2 separate regions of the Gossypium hirsutum genome follow, and region 2 is linked to region 1. Evidence: chromatin contacts called from public Hi-C data. All regions are on one chromosome and are shown on one strand. The core of a region is the stretch at or near the end of the contact, and the rest is flanking DNA. Distances in the headings are between cores, read along the strand shown.

Region 1 (5,455 bases), core at 1,175-3,674:
GTTGTGGTTGCTCTGGCGAGGGTTGTGATTGTTCTGGTTGTGGGTGTTGGGAGGATAACCCACCTTGATAGAATAAAGAATGCGAAGGTGTTTGCATCACCCACGGCGGAGATGTTTGAATCCCATAAGGCGATGGGGATTGGTAATAAGATGAGCTCCCCAACGGTACCTCGTGCAATCCCTCCTACGATGATGACTTATATATCGTCGATTAAGTCAGAGTCATCGAAAAAGGAGATGCATCGGGCCATACATTCCAACCTGGCATAGGACTGGAAAAAGGAAACATATAAGAGTTAGGATACATATAAGGATTAGGATACGCACCTAGCATAATCTGAAAGGGTTGTGGTGTGGATGTTGTCGCTTGAGGCGGCCCGGTGATTGTGTGGGTGTTGTTGATGGGCCTGTGATGTCATCCATTCTCCTTGGATTTAAAGGGTTCCGTCGTTCCTTTTCGACACGGATTTGCCTACGTCTCTGCTCTCCCGATAGCAAATATGGCTTGCCATGGATCCTAAACCATGGCATGTAATCTGGCGAGCACACTAACTCTGGAACAATGATCGATTCGCGAATAGGTATATGATCAAACTAATTTTCCCAAAATTTGATATATTCCGAGAAGAATACCGACCAATTCGTATTTGATTGCCATAAGTCAATTTTGTGCTCATCATTGAGCACTTCGGGTGCCACGAGAATCAGCTGTCGAAATCTAAATTGCCGCAACACTCTATTCTTCTGGTGCATCTTGACAGTAGTATAGTTGACCAATGGGACCTTAACATGCCAAATGTTCGGATTTTAAAAGAATTCATCCGGAATTACTGCCCGAATTGCTGAATCCTCATATGGTGTCCATTGAAACTATATGAACATGATAAAAATATTAGTTATATACATAATATTAAATGCTAAATATAAAACAACTATGTTATGTATATATATTATTTAATACTTACATGCGCTTTCAACCGTTGGTTTAATAGAAGCCGTATATCTTCAAGAGCGATAGGTATTCCAACATAAACTTGTCAAATGGTTCCACCTAATTAAATAAATTTTTAGCATAAAATTATATTTTAAATCTATGTAATAATTGTAAAATATAATATAAATTTTACCTCGTTATAATTGAGAATGTATATGGGTGGTTCACTCGATGACGTAAAAATGGAAAGCAAAACCGAGCCCATGATTGTAGTAGTGATAGACAACCTTCGATTTTGACTTTATTTAGTAGCATCGCCCTGCACATCTCCTGGTACAATGTTGCCAACACGGCAGACCTTCAACTAAGTTCGCTAGCTGCTCTAAACTCAATGAGTTTCAACAGCCACCTCAGATGTACGAGGTTTCGTGACAAGTCCAGCATCAAATAACCTCCAATCATCTCAAGGATGTATGCTCAAGCATATCATATTTTTTCTACTTCAGTCGAATCATTCCCCGGCTCTGGGAATGTGTCTTGTAACCAGCCCATCTCGATCCAACCTCCGTAAATATTATTTGAAATTGCATCTAAAAGATTGTAACATATTGCTCCCCAATCAGTAGATTGAACAGACCTTGTGAGTACGGATCCATCCACTGGCAATCCCAGTTGTAACTGCACGTCCTCCAAAGTGATGATACACTTTCCGCATGGAAGATGAAATGTGTGCGTCTCGGGTCTCCACCTTTCTATTAATGCACTAATGAATTTCGGGTCCAACTTGCAACCCCAGTCTATATTAGCCACGTGCCAAAAACCCGCTTCCCTCAAGTAGTTTTCTATAATGATGATGGAGGACTCTAGATATATTACGAATATAACATTGTAAACCCGATTTATAGACTGTTACAAAAAATTATAAAATAAAAATTAATTAAAATTACATAAATGAAAATATAATTAAATAATATTAAAAAATTAAAATTAACCCTTACCATTTTCATTTGTTCAATATAGATATGTTTATAATCGAGACGAATTAATTCCCTGGCCATTGCTAACCCGATCAAATATTTTTGAAATTATAAAATAATACTAATTTAAAAAAAATTAAAGAAATTAATTTAATTAAAAAGAGCTTTGAGAGATTTATAGAGAAATTTGAGAGATTTTTTGAGAAATTTGGAAGAAATGTTGTGTGAAAAAAATAGGAGGGATTTTTTATAGTTTTTTTTATCGTTAGATGCCCAACTAAAATTTTTAAATGACTGTTGAAAAAAAAAACACGAGTTGCGTCCTTGAAGGAACAATTTTGCCACATCAGCAAAGCACGTCCATATCAGAGCGTTTTGTGCTGACATGGCAAAATCGCTAGCTTAGGGATGAAATTTATTGAAATTTCCCCTAAAAGCGCTCCTACATGAACGTGTCTTGTAGTTTTCGGCCGTTTCCGATAAATAATGAAAAAATTAATCTATTTTCGTAAATAAAATTAGAAGTGCCTTTACATCAAAATTTGTTTATTATGTAATTAAATTTTTTTGTAAAATGGTGTGCTCCGCCTTTTACAACTGTTGTTGGTCTCCCTCTCTCAGTGTAGAAAAGATGTCAAGTATTTATATTTGACACGTACGCAGTGAGGCCCTAAGACAGCGAGGGAGGGACCTGCTCTGCTGCCTTGCCTCGCCTCGCCTCGCCTTGCCTTGCCTTTTTACGTTTACTCTCTCTCTCACGTTTTCAATCATCGTGGGTGGGTTCTTTCTTGCTTTTAATTTATTCTAAAGTTTCTTTGCATTACATATTTGCATGTATTACAAATGTGATGTTTAGATCCTTTTGCTGATGCCAAGTTCATCCCTCTTTCCCTTGCCTTTTTCCATTGTTTTGTTTTTTCTTTTGTTTTTTCTTGGCCTTCTTCAAAGTCTCATTAATGTTCTTTTGTTTTTATTTTCTGGTAAATTTCTTTTTATTCCATTTCCTTTGGTGCCTCTGCCATGAAAGTCCTGGTTTTCGTTTTGTGCTTTTCTTTGATTTCTCATTTGAGAATAGGGTCGCATTTCTTTGGTGGGATTCTTTTTCTTTGCCTAGGTGATTTCAGATTCTAGCTTTATTTTCTTAACTGGGTCTGTCTCTGATTAATCAAAGTAAAATTAAATGTTTAATTGTCTAATTGTATTGTTTTTTTGTATTAATAATTTTTTATTCTACTGCTTGACCAAACGTGCTCTGACAAAGAATTGCAAATGTGTTTATTTATTTATTTTTTATTATTTTCATCTCTTTAATTTTTATTTTATTTTCTTATTTACTTGCTATTTGTTTTTTTTTTTGGATCTTGAATTTCAAGTTCTCTTCTGTCTGTGATTATAGGAATTTGAAATGTAATATGAAAATGATCCTGGCTTCTTCTTTTTTTTTCCATTTAAATTTATTATAATTTTCGAATTCAACCTTTTGTGGTGTCCTTTCTATTTTCTGAATTCAATGGGTGGTCCATATATAATTGATTTTTGTTTCTTTATTTTACCAATTTTCTGTATATGTTATGATTCTCTCATGTTTTAAGAAATGTTGTAATCGTTGTTAACCTTTTTCTGTTTTTGTTTTTAGAGCAGATTTGCCACAAAGCCATTTCCAAGGAAGGCTCTTTGATTGATCCTTGAAATTGAAACATAAATTGTGTTCATATCACAAGAAGTTTTCTTCAAATGCTAAATTTTGCAAGAGGGAGAAGCCAGCCAAGGCCTACTAGATCCATGCCGTTGTCCGGTAACATTTTCTCTCAACTTCATTTTCTAAGTTCTAATCCATTTCTGGTTCATTTTCTTATATAATCTCGATGCGCTTTCATTTCTTATTACTTATGATGAACTTAATCCTCCCATTTTCATTTAAAAAGTTTGAACTTTACCCATTCATTTGAAATTTGGATAATCAAACCATCTTCTGCTGAGAATTTTGTTGAAAATACTTGTTTACTTTTTAAAATTGTAGTAACTATTTGTTGCCGAGTGTGGAAAACAAATTATATATTCAATTTTTTCTCAAGTTATTTATGATATATGACTTGCTTACATTTTAAGGCAGAGCAGAGCTGATGATGATATAAAATTGGAAAAAGAAAATTGTTCTGTAAATTTAATTTTGTTGTTTGTGTTTTATTGCAGGAATGGAATATCCTGATCCCAAGAGGAAGAGCAATTTTGTAGGTAAAATCCTTATGGCTGCAACCCTTACAGCCTTATGCATTATCATGCTCAAGCAATCCCCAAACTTCAATACTCTAAGTCGGGTATGTACTCAATTCGTTCTCTGGTTTTCTCTTCCCTCTCTATAATGCTATACCGATGTTAATATGCAATATTTGTTCTCTCTATCACAAGAAAAAATGGGGCATAGTGATTCTATAATACCAGGTTCAATCTATCAAAAGATTGTGCCGCATTTTTCCAGTGCAGATATCTTGGTTACTTTGACAATTGAAGAACAACTGACATTGTCAATAAGACTTTTTTTCTTTATTTGATTTTCTTTAAATTGTTAAGTTAGTTCTGATATGTGGTTATATTTCTGGGGCTTCACTAGCAATTATAGCTGGACCCTTTGCTATTGTCCATAAGATTCATCCTTGCATGTTGTCGTTGCCTGCTGCTGGCTTAGTTTCATCAAACTGTTCACTTGATGGTGGATTTGTCCTTTGCCCTTCGAATGTGGTTAACATCTTCCCTTCTAGTTGAGGAAAAAACATAATTGATGCTGCTTTATATGAACAATTGGAATCAGTCCAGTTGTTTTGTAGTTATATAGTGTTACAACTTCTGAAATCTCTTACCATTCTTGACTTTTGTCATTCCAGTTCTCCGAACATGAAGAAGGTGTAACACATGTTCTTGTAACTGGTGGTGCTGGCTATATTGGTTCACATGCTGCTTTACGACTTCTGAAGGAGTCATACCGTGTAACTATTGTGGTATAATTCAGGATTCCTTATATTTCAGTTGTTTTGCATAGTGATTAGTCCTGGTTTTAAGGAAGAAGTTTCCTCTCTTGCAGGACAATCTTTCACGTGGAAACATAGGTGCTGTCAAGGTTCTACAAAAATTATTTCCGGAGCCTGGACAGCTTCAATTCGTTTATGCTGACTTGGGGGATGCAAAAGCAGTATCCTTTTCTTGAAATTTGATATGATTATTATTTTTCAAAATTATCAATTTAATGCATTTAAATGTGGATGTGGTGTACTGTGTTTCCTTGATTTTATAGGTAAACAAAATATTTTCAGAAAATGCATTTGACGCTGTAATGCACTTTGCAGCTGTTGCATATGTTGGGGAAAGCACACTTGATCCTCTCAAGTAAGTTTCCTTAGCTTCTTCATAATTTATAATTGGCTGAGTTAATATAGATCAGATGAGCTGTGAGGTAGATTGCACATTTTGCTATTTTTCCATTGATATTTTGACAAGTGCTTATTTAGTTGATGAACCCAACTGTGCTGTAGTACCATGAAATGAGTAG
Region 2 (5,274 bases), core at 274-2,773, 970 kb after region 1:
AATAGAATTTAACTAGAAAAAAAAAGCCAAAAAAATATGTGAGACAAAACTCCACATTTTCAAATTCATTTATTTCATCATTGTTTCACGCTTCTTTATAATTCGATATAAATGAATCAATACATTATAATCTTTATGATATATGTTATATGTAAATCCTTTAAAAATATAAACATGTAAAATATTAATAAAAAAATATATATATGACATATAGATCAGTTTGTAAAAAAATAAGTTTAAAGGAACTAGTAGAAATTAAAACCTAAATCATAAGGGCTTAATTATAAAAATTAAAACTAAACTTAAGTATTAAATTGAGTAAATTAAAATTTCAAATTAGAAATTAAATTTTAAAAATGAAAAACACGTGGGACTTAAAAAATAAAAGTAAACTAAATCGAGTTAAAATTTAAAAAATCATGTAATACATTAAAATGGAATTGTAAAGAAATATAATTAATTGTGAAATTAAATAGTAATATCTAAGCCGATTGAGTTTTAGCTTGATTGGCATAAATATTATTACCAATGTAGGATCATATGAAAAGCCATGTACTATATAACAGATACGAAGGATACTGTAGTCATAAAAAAAAATCATAATATTAGAGTGTTAATATGTCAATCATCAAGCGCACCACTTGTCGAAAAATTAAAGCCTTAACATAAAAATATCCCTAAAGAGCATGCAACTTGTACTATGATATACATTAATATCATATTTAGTTCTCAACGTTTATATCTTTTATCAATTTTATCTTTATTCTTTTTATAGTTAAATTTGGCTATCAACCTTTAGAAAAAAAAGTCATATTTGATCATCAATCGTTCAAAAAGATCAGTTGAATTTCTGTTATTAAAAATATAAATACTGACTAAAATGTTAAATTTTTAAATATGACAATCCACATAGCAATCTACATGTGCTTCATACTAATTTTTGATTTTTTTGAATTTTCATTAAATTTTTATAATTTTTTAAAATTATTTGACAGTGTGACATATAAGATAAATAGTGTCATGTTAACATGAAGCACACGTGGATTAGCACGCGAGTTGTCAAGCCAAATCATTAAAAAAAATTAATGTTTTAGTTAATATATTTATTAAAAAATAATTTAAAAGACTAAAATTAACTAAAAACACTCAAATGATAAAATATATAAATTCTGCTAAATTTGAAAGTATGCTTATTATATATATTAAATCATATCATATAGCTATGCTTTATAAATCTTAGAATCAAATAAAAGGAAAAAGGAAGATTAAAGAAGAAAATTAGACGATAAAAAATAATGGATCTCAGCCATGTAAATAAATATATAAAAATGAATTAGTGTAGTGAAATTCATACTTATGATATATTTTAAAACGTAAATAATAGTTGAAAGGTTAAACTGATAAATCCAGTACATTGCGTATTATACTGATATAGTATGTGTGGCATGGCATTGTTTTGAATCTCCAATTTCTTTTTTATAAATGGGCTAAACATAAAACAATTTAAATTTGAATTTATTTTACTTTATTAGAAGGGGAATTAAAGAGAAAATAAGGGAAAGAGAAAGAAATGTCCAAGGGCACCGCTAATGGTTGTGGCCACCCTGTCTTCTTAGAGACATGTCATTTTCTCATCTTAAACACCTTTAAGAATACCTCCTCCTATGTAGGCCCTCAATCCTGTGTACATCTTCTTTTCTCTCAAAAATAACCTTTTTCACAAATTACAATTTGGTTAGGAGGACAATCTTTAACCCTTTCTCTAGATCTTATCTTTGCCTACCACTCGCTGTTGCGCTCGATCATTCGTACAAAGCTCTCAGGGTATAAAGAGGGCTGCCCTGGCTGAGGCGAGGATATCGACGAGGAAGGAGGAGAACAGCTTATTATGAGTCGTAATATTATTCCTATAGTATTGTTGGTTAATTAGTTTATGGCAATAGCAAGCATGAGCAACGATAATACCAGTAACGTTGACCTCGACTTCAACAACAGCAACAGCAGCAGCTCCAGCAAAGATGACCATGAACAAGACATGGTGATGCCTGGTTTTCGATTCCATCCTACCGAGGAAGAACTTGTAGAGTTCTACCTTCGCCGTAAGGTAGAGGGCAAGCGCTTCAATGTCGAACTCATTACTTTTCTTGATCTATATCGCTATGACCCTTGGGAACTTCCTGGTATATATATAATATATATTTTCTCTGTATTAATCACTACCATACTTCCTACATACATTTATATATATATCGATCGAGCTACAACAATCAATCGCAGTGATTCTTGTTTTGTTTTTGGGTATTTTGATTTTCTGGGGCATCAGCCATGGCAGCGATTGGGGAGAAGGAATGGTTCTTCTACGTGCCTAGAGACAGAAAGTACAGAAACGGAGATCGACCGAATCGTGTCACGACTTCAGGCTACTGGAAGGCAACGGGAGCTGACCGCATGATTCGGGGAGAGAATTCTCGATCTATTGGCCTCAAGAAAACCCTAGTCTTCTACTCCGGAAAAGCCCCCAAAGGCATCCGAAGCAGTTGGATTATGAACGAGTATCGCTTGCCTCACCACGAAACTGAACGCTATCAAAAGGTACCCATCATCCTTCACCATTGATATCTATATGAAAACCCTTTCGGCCCGGGGTCCTTTCTTTTCCTATTTTGCATGTGGTGCAGTCTCTAACCCTAATTTCTCATTTGGAAAGCAAAAGCTTTCAACTTTGTACTTCTCCTAAAAGTTAACGCTTTTCAACTTCACTTTTGAGTTCCAAAGCTTCAGTTTTAGTAAGCAGCTGGATATGCAAAAGCAGGAAATAAATAATAGCCAACATGCTAACATCGTAAACAACTTTAATCAGGCCTTGTTGTAATTAACTGATTTCTCAATTAAATATTTTTCTTTTTAATCTTAAAACTGTAAGGAACGTGCATGAACTAATTTAAATTCAATGACCCATACCGTGTACCGACCTCACATGTATTGAATACGAGTTCTAACTAAAAGGAACGCTCAGTGTCGGAACTGTTTCTCTTACCATGAAATTTCATCGTCCTTCATCAAATCCTTAATTTATTTCAGGCTGAAATATCGCTTTGCCGCGTGTACAAGAGAGCTGGAGTTGAAGATCACCCCTCACTCCCCCGTTGTCTTCCAACGAGGGCATTGACCTCATCGAGAGGACTGCAGTCAGAAAAGAAATATTCGCAGGCCCAAGATGCAGCTCAACAAGCCATGGAAAGGTTTCAAGGGTTTGGAGGAGGAGAATCACAACCACAACTGGAGATTGAAAAGATAAGTGAGACTGATGGGAGCAGTAGTAGTACTTCTGATGTTACAACAGCCCTTGCACTTTCCAAGCAGAATGTGTACCGTCCAACGGCCCTTATAAGAACAACACTTGGGTTACCATCTGGAATAATGGAAGAGGAGGGACTGTTCTTAAATCAGTCTAAGCAAGGCTGCACTTCTTTACTTCCCAATTCCACCACTCTCTTTCAACTGGGCTCGTCTTCTGTTTCATCAAATGTTGTTGACGATCTTCACAGGCTAGTAAGCTACCAACAAGCTACAATGAATCCGCTGCAATTCTACAACACTTATCAACAACAACAACAGCAACCCGAGTTTTCTACGTTGCCCCCTCAATCACAGGCTCAGCAGCTTTCACTCAACGTGCTACCCAGCTCACTTCCACTAACGACTTTCTCGGATCGGTTGTGGGAGTGGAGTCCAATCCCAGAACCAAGTAGGGAGTTCACCAATCCTTTCAAGTAGGCGATGTAGACTGCATCTACATATCTTACACATAGATATGTATAGTATGTTTCTACTGATATCTTTTATGTCTAGTCTGAGTCTCTAATCTTTAATGTCTCTGCTTTTATTTTCACCATCTCACTGGCTAGAACTTGATCAGATATATCCTTCAGGACTAGCATAACTGTATAAGTGTTTAGTTCTCAATTAGGGTTTTGGGTTTCTTTGAGGTTGTTTGATTCCCTTAGTTATTTCTTGCTGGGGTAGTGCAGGCTCCAACTTGAGGAAGGAAGGAATATATATATTATCGTCACTTTAGTGGTCATACATAGTCTAGATCTTGAAGATAAATTATGTTTCCAGAATTTAGGTAATGTAACTGAATCATATTAGTGATTTACTCTGAGAAGTCAAAACTAGATTTCTTCAATCTTCAAAACAGTAGAGCCGTGTAGACTATCGACAAGAGAATGATGATTGTATGATTGAATATTCCCAAATATTATTAGAAGAGTATCGCAGAAAATGGTCTGGGGTCGAAGTTGGAATCATCCACAGCTGACAAGCAAACATCAGCAATGAACACATGAAAGATCGTCCTATTTTTATGATGCTTTTATTGGTCTTGCATTGTATCTTTTACACTTTACATTCAAGCTAAAAATGAATATGGAAGTCCTATTTTTATGATGCTTTTATTGTTCTCGCATTGTATCTTTTACACTTTACATTCAAGCTAAAAATGAATATGAAAGAGACATCGATCTTACATCTAATGCTGCTATTCATTTCGATAAATTTAATTAGCAGGTGGATTTAGAGACGACCTTTAAGGAGCATATATATATGTGTGTGTGTAAGTATATAAAGAGAGAGGATGCATGGATGATCGAATTTTTCTGCAGTAACTGAGGTAAAGGGCATATAGCTGTATTCTAATATAGGAATTGAGAGTACCAAATGCAAAGTAAGGGATAACTGCATGTGCAAATTTTGTAGTGGGCGTGCTTGCTTCGCTGCGCAGGCAGCATAGGGCAGTGGCCTTTTGGCCTTTCAGTTTAGAGCTAAAACTAGAGAGGTCCATGGGATGCAGGCATCAGTTCCTCCTATGACCTAATACTTCATTAGTAGCTGATCTCTTTATTTCTCATCCTCTCGCTGTAAATAAATGCATGTTGACATTCCAAAACTTAAAGAAACAGCTACATTTTTACCTACGGAAAATAAATATATAGTTGATACGTGTGGCAATACCATTCTCTTTGTCCTTTCACTTTTCAGCACCAAAATAGATTTACAATTAGCATTGACGATATCTTATTAAACTAGTTAGCAAGCAATTAAACAAATTTCATTTAGTCCGGAGATGGGTTTATTTAGTTGAATCAGTTGATTAACAATAGGCAAGAAAAAAAAGAGATTCTCGAAATTAATTAAGGCCTCAAAATGAAAACACACCCTATCATCATAGGCAATACCTCCTAAATAAATAATTCTTAATAATTCAAAGACAAC

The links. Hi-C and Micro-C count contacts between places; a contact is called where the count stands out from the background.
Region 2: a Hi-C map of leaf shows a contact between it and region 1, with 1.8 times the contacts expected there. The contact joins the promoter of LOC107937418 here to the promoter of LOC107962181 in region 1. A contact is called at or near these places in 4 of 34 Hi-C or Micro-C datasets (all in leaf).

What each region holds. Positions count from the first base shown.
Region 1 is chrA06:72,351,774-72,357,228 of Gossypium_hirsutum_v2.1, forward strand. It overlaps LOC107962181 (UDP-arabinose 4-epimerase 1), which reads left to right and starts at 2,425. Exons shown (of 8, transcript XM_041115807.1): 1 at 2,425-2,687; 2 at 3,553-3,706; 3 at 4,105-4,229; 4 at 4,794-4,907; 5 at 4,991-5,098; 6 at 5,201-5,292. The coding sequence starts at 3,646.
Region 2 is chrA06:73,324,272-73,329,545 of Gossypium_hirsutum_v2.1, forward strand. It overlaps LOC107937418 (NAC domain-containing protein 35), which reads left to right and starts at 1,524. Exons shown (of 3, transcript XM_016870290.2): 1 at 1,524-2,180; 2 at 2,324-2,592; 3 at 3,082-4,449. The coding sequence starts at 1,934. The coding sequence ends at 3,777.